2 separate regions of the Sus scrofa genome follow, and region 2 is linked to region 1. A link is a contact called in public HiChIP or PLAC-seq data. All regions are on one chromosome and are shown on one strand. The core of a region is the stretch at or near the end of the contact, and the rest is flanking DNA. Distances in the headings are between cores, read along the strand shown.

Region 1 (6,126 bases), core at 568-3,067:
AAATTATGAAATATAAATATAACATAACCCTCAGTCACCTCTAGGCTAAATCTAATGGAAATACAGGCTCCATCATTTTACTGCATTTTTCTTTAGGATCTGGGTTATTTATTAATAATGTACCCCCATACCCTACCACAAATATACACATGTATACGCAACACACACTCACAGATGCATGCAGATACAGCACTGGATATTCTGGATTGGTCAGTTTCTTCTTTTTTTTTTTTTTTCTTTTTATCAGACAGTACCTGATAGGTCAGAGCAATGCAGCCAAAACCAGCCCAACCAGGGAGGCAATTTGGCACAATAACAAGTGCAAGCTCAGTAAAGAGTGTTCTTTTAAAATTTATCTATCAATTATGGCCTTGGGTAGTTGATATAAACTCTCCACAACTTAAGGTCCTAATGAGTAAAAAAAGGTTTCATAGAATTACTCACAGTATTATCTATCTACCTATCTATTTACATTTTAATACATACCTTTAAAAAAAGTGTCTATCTAGCTTGGTACCTGCATCCAATAAAGGGGATTACTGTTTCTCTTCTCATATGGGCTAAAGACCTCCTTATAAAAATTGAAGCCTAAAATCAATTTGTGGCTATTTAAAAAACTGTAGTACTTTGAAGAATGCATCTCTCCCCCTCTGTTTGTTTCCTGGGAGAGCTAGTCTTCTTTGCAGTTACAAATGCCATCAGGATAATACATAGGTACAGCCTTTGCATTGTGGTGTTCAGATAGCTCTGGTGAATTGTTAGCTGATTTATAAGACTGTTGAAAAAAAAGGGAGATGCAAGAATATTTCTCTATCTCTGCTGGTTCAAGTTACACATTCCCATTTCAAAACTGGTGTCATTCATTCTGAACGGTCTCAAACAACCCTAAAGCAGAGGATCCATCTTTGATCTATTTAGCATGGACTATTTGCTTTCCTTATGAGTCTGATTTTTGAGTCAATGCCCTTAAAAGAATAATAATATTTTCTTCAACACTATCTTTAGACCTTTCCCAGTTAGATGCTTTCAAGTATCTTTTTCTTTCCCTTCTGGCTTCTCCCAGCTGTTGAAGCTGTCTTAGGATGCTGCCAACTTCCATGGCCCCCTTGAGAAACCATCTCATAGACGGGTTGGGATGGGGGTTGGAGGCTGGGGGTGGGCAGATAGTTTCCTCCTGAGATAAAGGTGATACGACCCACATCCATGCCTGGGTATCTTTTCCCTCACACGTAGCTGTTAATTCTGCTTTTGAAAGTCAGGTTTTAAAAGAAAGAGAAAAAAAAGAAAAGAAAAGAAAAGAAATGCTCTTGCTGAAGGACTGCGGAGAAGGGAGCAGGAGTGGTTGCTCTGAGCTTTGAAACATGCACGCGTGTGTGTGACACACACACACACACACACACACACACACACACACACGGACAAAAGGATAAGTTGAAAAAGAATGCAGCAACCCCTGCTTGTCTAACAGTCTGGTCAGCCCCACAGATGAGGAAGTGCTGCTTTGTTCCAAGCCAAAGCCTTGTTTTCTTGTTCATTGTCTTTCAGGGTAAAATCCGGGGGTGGGGGGTGGGGCATTCACCTGTCTGATGCAAAGTTAAACTGCTGGCTTTAATGTGACTGCATGGGAACTCGGGTTTATTAATGAATACAACATACCCTCTTTGATTTGAAAGCTTTCACCCCGCTGAAAAGATTCAAAAGGCATCGCTTCCTGCACCAGAGGCATTCCTTTATCCGTCTCAGTGGTTCTCCCCTACCCAGCTGCTATATCTCATTAACAAGCATTTGACCACTGCAGCAGGCCTGGGAGTGTTGACACTTGAAAGGCCCAGGCAGGCGTGGGCAGGCCATCAGCTATGGCAACAGGAAACTGCCCCGGAGACAACACTGAGAAAACAGCAGCTGCAAAAGCCAAAGTCAGAACAGACATAAAGGATTGCCTATCTCCACATCGGGCTGGGGTATCGGTGCGTGCCTGTGGGTCTGAATTCACACGTCTATTTACTCTCTTTATGGGATATAAGGTTCGCTACCGACATGGATCAGACTCTAGACTTGTTGACAACCCAGAATGATTTTTGGACTTGAAGGCTCTTGAATCCTTAGGTTTGAAAAACCTTATTCTCTTCAATAATGTGCCTTCCTATTTATACACATGAGAACATTCACCAGAGGCCTTAAACTTGATATACACACTCACTGGAAGAAGTCGTATGTACAATAAAAATGTGCCTGCCTGAATCCGTGTCCGCTTTTCATGCTACCGTATTATTTTTCAGAAACAAGTCAACCTGTAAAACTGTCCCATAAATATGTAAGATTATTCTGAGCGTCTTTGGTTTAGGAATCAAACTGTGATGGTTTCATGTAGAATATTTAAGAACAAAACAGTCATTTCAGTTGTGTAAAGACAGCTCATAAAATGAAGTGGGATATTCCACATATGTTCTTATTGATTACAGTAATTTTAAATGTCTATTTTAATCAAATTTATTTGCCATTCATTGAAATGTAGGCTATAGAGGACCATGCCCCTACATTGACTGCGAAATGTTATCACTGTATTTATCAGAGGAGCTCAAAGTACAGATGTCAATTAGAGTGTCTCAGGCAGTGGTTGGATGTCTCCAAATCTTGAGTGTCTGTGTTCAAGCTTATAAGTGTATTTTTTGAGGATAGGTAAGCAGTGGTTCAAAATCAGTTTTTCATTCATAAAGAAAATGAAGTCACTTCATGTTAAAGAAAGAAACTAAATGAAAAAAGATGCTAATGTTACAAGTGAGGTTAGTTGACTGCCACTCAAAGAATACTGAATTTTTTTGCTGTCATCCTCTGTACATTAGACTCATAATTATTATACTACCTGTACTAATACTTTTTTCTTTTCAATAATTTAGATTTATTTACATTTGTCTATCACTCATCATAAAACTACGCTGAATGATTCAGGTTGTTACTCTAAAATGGTTAATTAGATAAAATGCATGTAAACTTATTTTAAAATTGTTGCCAATTAACTCCTTTCTTGTCAGAAAATGTCTCTTGAATACACTGAATTTTCCAGTTCTACCTTCTCCACATTTTTTTTTTTTCCTTTCACTTTTCACGTTCCAGAGAAAGAGAAAAATATACCAACCACCCCTGAAAGTTTATGTTCTTGACGATACGGTAGAGATAGAAACTTCCTCCTGAGGGCCATTCAGACATTTCCATTTGGCTTGGTTTTTCCATCACAGTTGTGCTGGGTCACGCTCATGTCTGATGGGCAGGAAGATGCCCAGGCTCTAGAAACAGACGCCTTGGGAGCAGCTTCCCATTCTGCCACCTAACAGCAAGGCAGACCTCGATTAAGTAACTTAAGTTTTTTTATGCCTCACTAAGACTTACTAGTCTGTTAAATAGGGGTGAATTAATAGTCCTTAGTTCATAGGGTATTGAGAGGATTATATGGGTTTGTACACACATAAGCACTTCAACAACGCCTATCACATACTGAGCCTCAGTCGCACACTGAGGACTCAATGCATGTTACCCATTAGTGTTAATATCAACACTTTCCCTACCATCTCATACTCTCCCCCTCTACACTGCTCTATGTTGCCGCAGAGTTTACTGTAGCTTATGTTGTCATATGTGTGTGTTGATTTATTTATTTTATAAAACCCTTCCCATATCTTTCCCCACTCTAAGACACACACATGTAAAATAAGCTCTGTGAAACCATGAGTGTTATGTCTTATCTGCAGTTTATTCTCTTGAGTCTAGTATAGTTTTGACATATCCTAACGACTCAATAGATTTGTTGAATCTTGAATACTGAACAAATGAATTTGTAGATCTAAGCTCAGAGGCAAAAGGAAGCGAGAATGGGTTTTAATAAATTAACTGCATAATGGTAAAATGCCTGATGTGTATAGTTCTAGGGCCAGGTCGAATACTATTTTAATGAATACCTATATTCATCTATACTATAAAATTGATGCCAGTGCCCTGGCTGAAACCTTGATAATATTGCTGCATTTTTTTTTTTTTTCCTTTTTCTAGCTGCACTTGCAGAATATGGAAGTCCCCAGGCCAGGGGTCAAATCGGAGCTGCAGCAGAGGCCTTTGTCACAATGACAGCAACAGCAGATCCTTAATCCACTGAGTAAGTCCAAGGATTGAAGCAGCATCCTCACAGAGATAATAGGTCCTTAACCTGCTGAGCCACAATGGGAACTCTATAACGTTGCTGCATTTAATTCTATTGGACTAATGATTCCGATTTCCCATCCTGTTTAACAATCATTCTAGTATTTTTCAAAGAGTAAGTGGTTTAGGTATAGGGCTCTTAGTTGAATCCTACAACATATAATATTTTAAATAAAATTGACCTGATTTTCAGACAAGATCAGGCATGTTCAGGGTGGTATGGCCGTAGACAAATTTGACCTGATTTTCAGAGTGTTGTTTGGAGTCTTTGTAAGTTAAACTTTTATTTTTGGTAAAAAATTTTTTTTCTAGTAGTTGTTTGGGGGATTCAGGGATGAAGGAAACCACAGCATGAAAATAAGACCATGTAGCATCCAATCAAGACAGGTTTGGACCATATTTTATGACAATTTCTAGAACCAGCCAAGAGCTTCTATAACAACTTTTTTTGAGCTGCACATTATGTGATTTCTGAAACTGTAGTAATTTCTACATATTTGTTCTTTTGTTACCCTTGCCTATTCTTTGTTGTTTATACTGTTATTTTGGAGGAAGTGGGAGCTTGTAACACTGTCTTCTACCTCGGAGTTTACCTTGCAGACTGTTGACTTGGGTAAATGGAGGTATCTGTGAGGAAGGAAGGAAAAGTACCTGATGCTTGAAGGACCCTGGCAATAAAGTAGGGGCTCCAGGAGCAAAGGAGACGCTTATCTCAAAGGCCTTTACGCACTGAGGCCTGAAAGCCATGCCTCAGTCCTGGCAACCGTTGGGTTGCAGTCAGACCAGGGCAGAGGTAAATTGTAGGTTATTTGGGGGCAATTTTTCAGAGTTGAAAATTTTCCAAACCACTCAAAGATATACTGTGTGAGCACCAAGCTGATGCCTCCTATCAGTCTTAGCCTCACTCAGATTCAGTGATATATACATATATAAAAGAATTCAGCAGTTCCCTGGTGGCCTAATGGTTAAGGACACAGCATTGTCCCTGCTGCGGCTGGGCTTACTATATGGCCCAGGTTCAATCTCTGGTCCAGGACCTTCTGCATGTTGCTGGCATGGCCAAAAACCAACCAAACAAAAAAGAATTCACTCCACCTTAGCATTAATTGACTTAAAAAGTGTAACTTTACTCACACATAAAAATCTCCCCCATCCCAAATGACCCACTTTGAAAAGGAGAGAATTAGTATCCATGCTAGACACAGCTCCTCTCATTTTAATCCTTACTGTCATCTGTCATGATCAGTATTTTATCCCCATTTTCTAGGTGATGGTATGAGAGGCAGAGACCAGCTTGGCTGTTTTCCTAAGGTGACACAGGTAGTACGCAAGTCCTTTGAACTCAAGCGACATATAGACCTTTCAATTAAATTTTCCTTCTCTTCCACCCCGTTGTCTGGAGAACATCTAAAATTGCATTAAATACTACAAAGAAGTGGACTTCATTCTGAGATGTTAGATTTCAGAGAGGCCTTTTCAAAATGTTCCAAAGATGCCAGTTCCTGTGAGAAACTGTGTGACAATTAAGACCTTCACCTTCGGGTGGCAGCTGAGGAATGTATTAGAAACAGGACCCAAAGTGGTGTTACGTCACTTCTATAAAAAACACAGGAAGGAGAGGAGGAAAGAGTGGGCAGTGAGAGAAACCAAAAAAAAACCTGAGTTGCTCTGGGTTCGCAGGCACATTGGGATCTGAAGAATGTGAGGTCTGCGTGGGATATCAAAGCACTGTGCTCATAGGCTCCTAATTGGTCTTCCTTCTGCCCTGTGCGCCCTGCAGTCTATTTCTGGCCGCTGCCTTCCTTGTTCTGTTAAGTCAATTATGTCATTTCTCATGCAGACTCTGCAACAGCTTCGCCCTCTAAATTGGAGTAAAAGACAAAATCCTCCTTGCCACCCTCTTCCCATTTCTTTTTTCTTTTCTTTCTTTTCTTT
Region 2 (5,916 bases), core at 546-3,045, 260 kb after region 1:
TTCCTTCTCAATTATCTTTCTCCATTACGTCTATTCTGAGGCAAGAGAAAAAATCTAGGTAGGCTGGATTTTATTCTAGAAAGAGACTCTTTTCTGTTCTTCAGTGTGAGTCTCAGAGGGATCACAACTAAAGGCAATTTAGAGGAATCCTGTTTGGAAAGAGCTGAATCCCAGGCTTTGGGAACAGGGAGCTTCTGCCCCCATGGACAGAGCTACTGCAGGATTTTAACCCTTTGTGAGCATTGTTCTGGGAAGAGGGAAAGGACATGCCTTACACAAGAAGGCGTGTTGCCGATTTGAAGTGAATTCAGTGCCATCTTTCTCTGCAAACACTCACAGCATAACTTTAATTCCAGATTAAACCAGAGAAAGGCAGAGGCATTGTTGGTGAGACACAGTGGAGTTACTGTTCAGAATGTCTCATGGCTCCGAGGCTGATTCGGAGGAAAATGGGTCCAGCTTCTGGACCCAGAAAAGATAATGATCATCCAAAAGTAGTTCCAGATTGTGCCCCATAAACAAAATGCATCTAAATGCAGGTACTGTGAGAAGTGGAGGTGGGGAGGGGGCTAATGGCAAAGTTACGCCTCCACTTTTTAATTCCTCTTGACATCTGAAGGTGGTTGGTCAATGAGGGCTCGTGCATTTGGAAAGGGCGTTAGCGGGTTAAGTACATTAGAAGGCTCCAGGATCAGGACTGATTCTCTTCTAGTTCTGTGGAAAATTCAATTGCCAGAATGTGCATTTTAAAGGCAAAAGTTAATGAGTTAACCATGAGAATAATAGCAGAGAATTTTTCCCTTCCATTTTTATTAAAAACAGATCAAGTATAATTTTTAATAAATAAATACGCCTTCCATTTTTATTAAAAACAGATCAAGTATAATTTTTAATAAATAAATATGCCTCAAAAATAGAGCCAATATGGCTTTTAGCGTGAACTTAGACTTACTTCCAAACTGCCCTATGTTCATTAAAGTTGCAAAAAATAAGCCTTTGGCAGCTTTAAGATTAGGTATAGGAAAAGATCAAATAACAAGACAGACCATCATTATGCTAAAATGTTGGCTGAAAATAGTAAGAAGCAAAATTCTACATATGGTTAAGGTCTTAACAATCTATTTTTAAAGATGCTGGAAGGAAATATACAAAGTGTTCATGATGGTTGCCTTCAAGTGGTGGGATGATGGTTGAACTTTTCAGCCTTATATTCCTACTTCTATATGTCGTATCATCTACATGTTTTATTTTTACAATCCGGAGAGGGGGGGAAGAAAACAAACCTTCAATGATATCATCATATAGCAATATCAGAATGCCTACTTCTGTTTTGGTAGAGGTGACATTCACATCGCAAGGTTCTGGCCACCATTCTCTTTCCTCTTACATGCTAAATTCATCAAATCATGCCAAGGAATGTCTTATTCCTCATTAATCCCAATGAGAATTTTAGTTTGAAACAAGGAGTTCTGATTTTTCTTTTTCTCCATCCTAACACAGCATTTGTGCTTTTTCTAGACTCCAAATGAGATGCCTTCAACAAACCAATTTCCGAGGCGGTAGAACAACAGCCTCCATAGAGCCCCAAGCCAGCAGCGTCGCTGTTACTTTAAGAGTAGCATGCCGCCTCCCCCTCACACCCACATACTGGTCCTCTCTTTGCACAGCAAGTGCCAAGCGGTGACATCTACTATAGTTTCTAGGACACGATGGTCTCTGCTATACAGGGGGAAAAGGGAGAGAAAGAAGGCGGGTGGTGAGGGAGAGGGAGCACAAATCCAGCTATGTTCCCAGAGGATGAGTCACTTCCTCGCAATAATCCTGAGATGCTGTTTATGGCTGTGCTGCTGATAGGCAGCCCAGCTCGGTTTCTCAGCAGAGCTGCGGGCTGCAGCCTCCCCCCTGGCTGTCCATTAATCACGAGGGGCTGTTACCAGTGTACACAGAGTGGGAGTTCTGCCTCCGAGTGGCCTCTAGGCTGTCTCCAGCTCAATGAAATGACCCTGTGTGAAAACTTGTTTTATGAGAGATTGGTTTATTTGTAACTAAACTACTTCCTCCGTTATTTGATAAGCTCAAATATTTGCTACTGATAGTCTGAGAGTGTCACATTTATTATCCTCTTTCAGGGGTTGCTTAACTCCTTTGGAACGGACTCCATTAACCCTTGGAGGGGCTGCCGTTGCTTTTAATGGGACCAGCTTCTATTTTCTTTCCAGCGAAGCCAGTGCCATTTTTGAGGCAATCAGCCCGGCTCAGCTATGACATGGGGATCAAAGAGAGGCCTTTCTTTTCCAAAGCAGAATGTAGACAACTGTAGAAAGTGGGGGGGGGGGGGGTCTAGCCAACTCTCTGGGAGAGGGGGTTCTGAAGCCACCACGAAAAGGGAGGAACGCTCTTCCAACCCACTAAGCCTGGACGTGCTCTGCGGATGAGTGTTTCTGAAATCGTGGATTTTCAATATGTCACGATGACCTTCTGCTGTTCCTCAGACCCCCCAGATATCGTGCGGGCAGGCCACGCTGTCTGAAATCCTCTCGCATCCTGCAGTTTGAAACTTGGCCTTTTGGAGTCTGAGCTCATTTGCATTTGGCAGAACTTGATTTCCTGCTTCTACAGAAGGGGGGCGGTGGTGAAAGCCTTTACAGTGCTCTCTCAAAGGGCTCAAAGGGCTTTCGGAACATATTAAACTATGTTTCCAAGAGTTAAATGAACCAGAATGAGGCAGATTTCATTTGCAATGAAAAAGAAATACAGGCTTTGTTACATGCAACACACTTGAAAAACCTAAATGGAAATCTCTCTCCTGACAAACCCACGTTGGGGCTGTTTTTCAGTTTTCTTGCTCTCTGATCGGCTACACAGAGCCCTCAGTGAAGGGAGAAGAGGCTAAGGAAATAACCACTTATGTGTGGCAAAATGTTCCAGCCTTGCAGAGATTTTCCCAAAATCATTAGACCCACCAAAACGCTTTCCATTGGCCGGGCCCACACCTTCCTCATCAGATTTTCCACATTTCTGCGGACTCCAAGTCCTGTCCATCTGCCTTTCCTCAGAGAGCCAGTCATTGGTAGCCAAAAATGTAACCGAGTTTACTCTCATAAACCAGAGATCGCCTCGACTGTCAACCAGAAAAGAAAAAGAGGTTTTCTTAATTCGTTTTTAGAAGGTCAGAACGCGCACCTCTATGCATACCCACCCCCTCCAAAAAGAAGCTGAATTTCATGCAGCTACTTTCTGAGGGTGTGGAGAGGTGAACCTGAAGAGAGCCAGCCAAATCTGCTCCTCCGGAATGGTGACTGGCCACGAGGGCAAAGGTTAATTGCATGTATTCCACCTCTGGTCACTTTTGGGCCCAGTTCTCAGCAGGTGGCCCCCTGGTGTCACTGCCCCAACTGCCTATCAGTGGAACAAAGACAGGCCCTGAGTGATGGTCTGAATTGTCTTCCAGGGTGGATTTGTATTCAGAAATGGTCAACCATTGTGTTGAATAGATTTTTTTTTCTAAAAAAAAAAATGTATTATAGTCGATGTACAATGTTCTGTCTATTTCTGCTGTACAGCAAAGTGACCCAGTTTTATATATATGTGTGTATATATATATATATATTCTTTTTCTCATATTATCGTCCATCATTTCCCATCATAAGTGATTAGATATAGTTCCCTGTGCAATACACCAGGATCTCATTGCTTCTCCACTCCAAATGCAAAAGTTTGCATCTACTAAGCCCAAACTTTTATATTTTAGTGCTCCCATCTTTTCCTTCATCTTGTTTTGTTTGGTTGGTTTCTTACTGTGGTTAAAAAACACGTAACAGGAGATCAACCCTCTTGACAAATTTTTAAGTATATAGTACGGTACCGTTAAGTGCAATGCTGGACAGCAGATGTCTAGAACTTTTTCATCCTCTTGACTGAAATCTTGTACCCTTTGAATACCAGGCAACTCCCGTTTCCCCTCCCCCAGCCCAGCCACCATCGTTCTACTTTCTGCTTCAATGAGTCTGACAATTCTGGGTACCTCCCATATGTGGAATCTTGCATGCAGTGTTTGTCCTTCTGTGACTGGTTTATTTTGCTTAGTGTAATGTTTCCAGGTTCATCCATGTGGTGGCCTGTAACGGGATTTCCTTCTTTATATGGCTGAATAATATTTTATATGTATACATATACAGACATATATAGCAGTTATATCCATTATACCTCATATTTTATTTATCCATTATCTGTCTATGATATTTACGTTGTTCTACCTATTTTGAGTAATGCTGCAATGGATATGGGAGTGCAAATGTCATACATCTGACAAGGGGTTAATATCAAAATATGCAGGGAACTCCTACAACCCAATTGAAAACAAAACAAAACAAACAAACAAAAAAAACGACTAAAAAAATGTGCAAAGACATTTCTCCAAAGAGGACTTATAAATGGGCAACAGGGGAGTTACCCGTTGTCGCTCAGTGGTAACGAACCTAACTAGTATCCATGAGGATGCGGGTTTGATCCCTGGCCTCACTTGGTAAAGGATCCCACGTCGCTGTGGCTGTGGTATAGGCAGGCAGCAGCAACAGCAGCTCCAATTTGACCCCTCACCTGGGAACTTCCATATGCCACAGGGACAACCCTAAAAAGCAAGAACAAACAAACAAAACATGGCCAACAGTGTAGGAAAAATGCCTGACATCACTAATCGTCAAGAAAATACCAATCAAAGCCACAGTGAAATATCACCCCATGCCTGTTAGGAAGGTCATTATGAAGCAACAACAACAAATGGTAATCACAAGGATTGCTGAGGATGTGGAGAAATTGGAAAGCTGTTACATTGTTAGTGGGTATGTGAAATGGTGCAACAACTGTATGGAAGAGTTTTAAAAATTAAAAAAAATAGGACACTATATGATTCGGTAATCTCATTTCTGAGTCTTTATCCAAAAGGATTGAAATCAGGCTCTCAAAGAGATATCTGTGCTCCCAGTTCATTGCAACATCTTGAGATTTTGTTGGCTTGTTTGTTTATTTAGAAATTCTATCCATGAAGACTTCACGTTGTACCAAGTGCAGTGAAGTGATGAGGGGCTGGAGAAGGAATGGAATTGGGTTCAGATGCCTAAGTTTTAGTTGTAGCTCCAGCCTTTACTAGCAATGTGACCTCCAGTAGGTAGCATGAATTCCCGGGGTCTTGATTTCCTCTGCTCTAAGAGGAATGTGATCCCATCTGCTGTGAGGAGTATTATGAGGATTAAATAGGTTAATTTAGGCAAAAGTTTTAGAATCTGTGGAGCACCACACTACTGTCTGTTATAACATGACTCAACAAAGCAAAATTCTGCTTATCTTTTCCCCCTGCACAAAACTGAAAAAAAAAAAAAAATTCTGCTGTAGAATGTGAGTTTTCTAGTCTTCATCAATTCTGACTTATTAACTGGGTAGTGACTAATTTGTCATGTATCTTCTGGCCATATAGATATAAAAAATATTTTATTCTTAAAAACGTATACAACAAAGTATTTACATGTTTGTATGCATACAATGTACTAATACGTTAAATTGTCTTGAATGAACCTGTTAAAAATCGTGCACCATCCTTAAGTAATAAATTTATTTTCAAGTTAAGTTTTAAAATATATTTCTATGTTAAAAACATACCTGATAATTTCTGTAACTTATCTTCAGCCAGCAGGTCACAGGTTCCAGGACAGACGCCTAATCAAGGTTGAAATAGCTATGAGATGGAATAGAAAGTTCTTCGGGTCAGGCTCTGTGGCGCTAAGGTTCCACTGCACACCTGTGCTGAGGTGGTGGGGGGCTGGAGGGTTACTGGGGAGAAGGGGAGGGTGGGGGAGTAGGAAGGTGGGGGTGGGAAAGTAGGAGGTTGGGGGGTGAGTAGGAGGGTGATCCCGTTCCATG

The links. HiChIP or PLAC-seq counts read pairs in DNA pulled down with a chosen protein or histone mark.
Region 2: an H3K27ac HiChIP or PLAC-seq map of skeletal muscle shows a contact between it and region 1, with 2.7 times the contacts expected there. The contact joins two enhancer-like sites. A contact is called at or near these places in 4 of 47 Hi-C or Micro-C datasets (embryonic fibroblasts and fetal skeletal muscle) and 1 of 2 datasets of contacts at active chromatin or transcription factors (skeletal muscle).

What each region holds. Positions count from the first base shown.
Region 1 is chr11:51,745,579-51,751,704 of Sscrofa11.1, forward strand. No RefSeq gene overlaps it. Among named protein-coding and RNA genes, the nearest start is that of NDFIP2, 250 kb to the left of the region's middle. Within about 2 kb of position 1,818, at least 27 of the 83 cell types and tissues checked have an H3K27ac peak or open chromatin away from gene starts, as enhancers often do. A contact at or near this core is called in fetal skeletal muscle and skeletal muscle, where this site is marked.
Region 2 is chr11:52,005,951-52,011,866 of Sscrofa11.1, forward strand. No RefSeq gene overlaps it. Among named protein-coding and RNA genes, the nearest start is that of SPRY2, 150 kb to the right of the region's middle. Within about 2 kb of position 1,796, at least 45 of the 83 cell types and tissues checked have an H3K27ac peak or open chromatin away from gene starts, as enhancers often do. A contact at or near this core is called in fetal skeletal muscle and skeletal muscle, where this site is marked.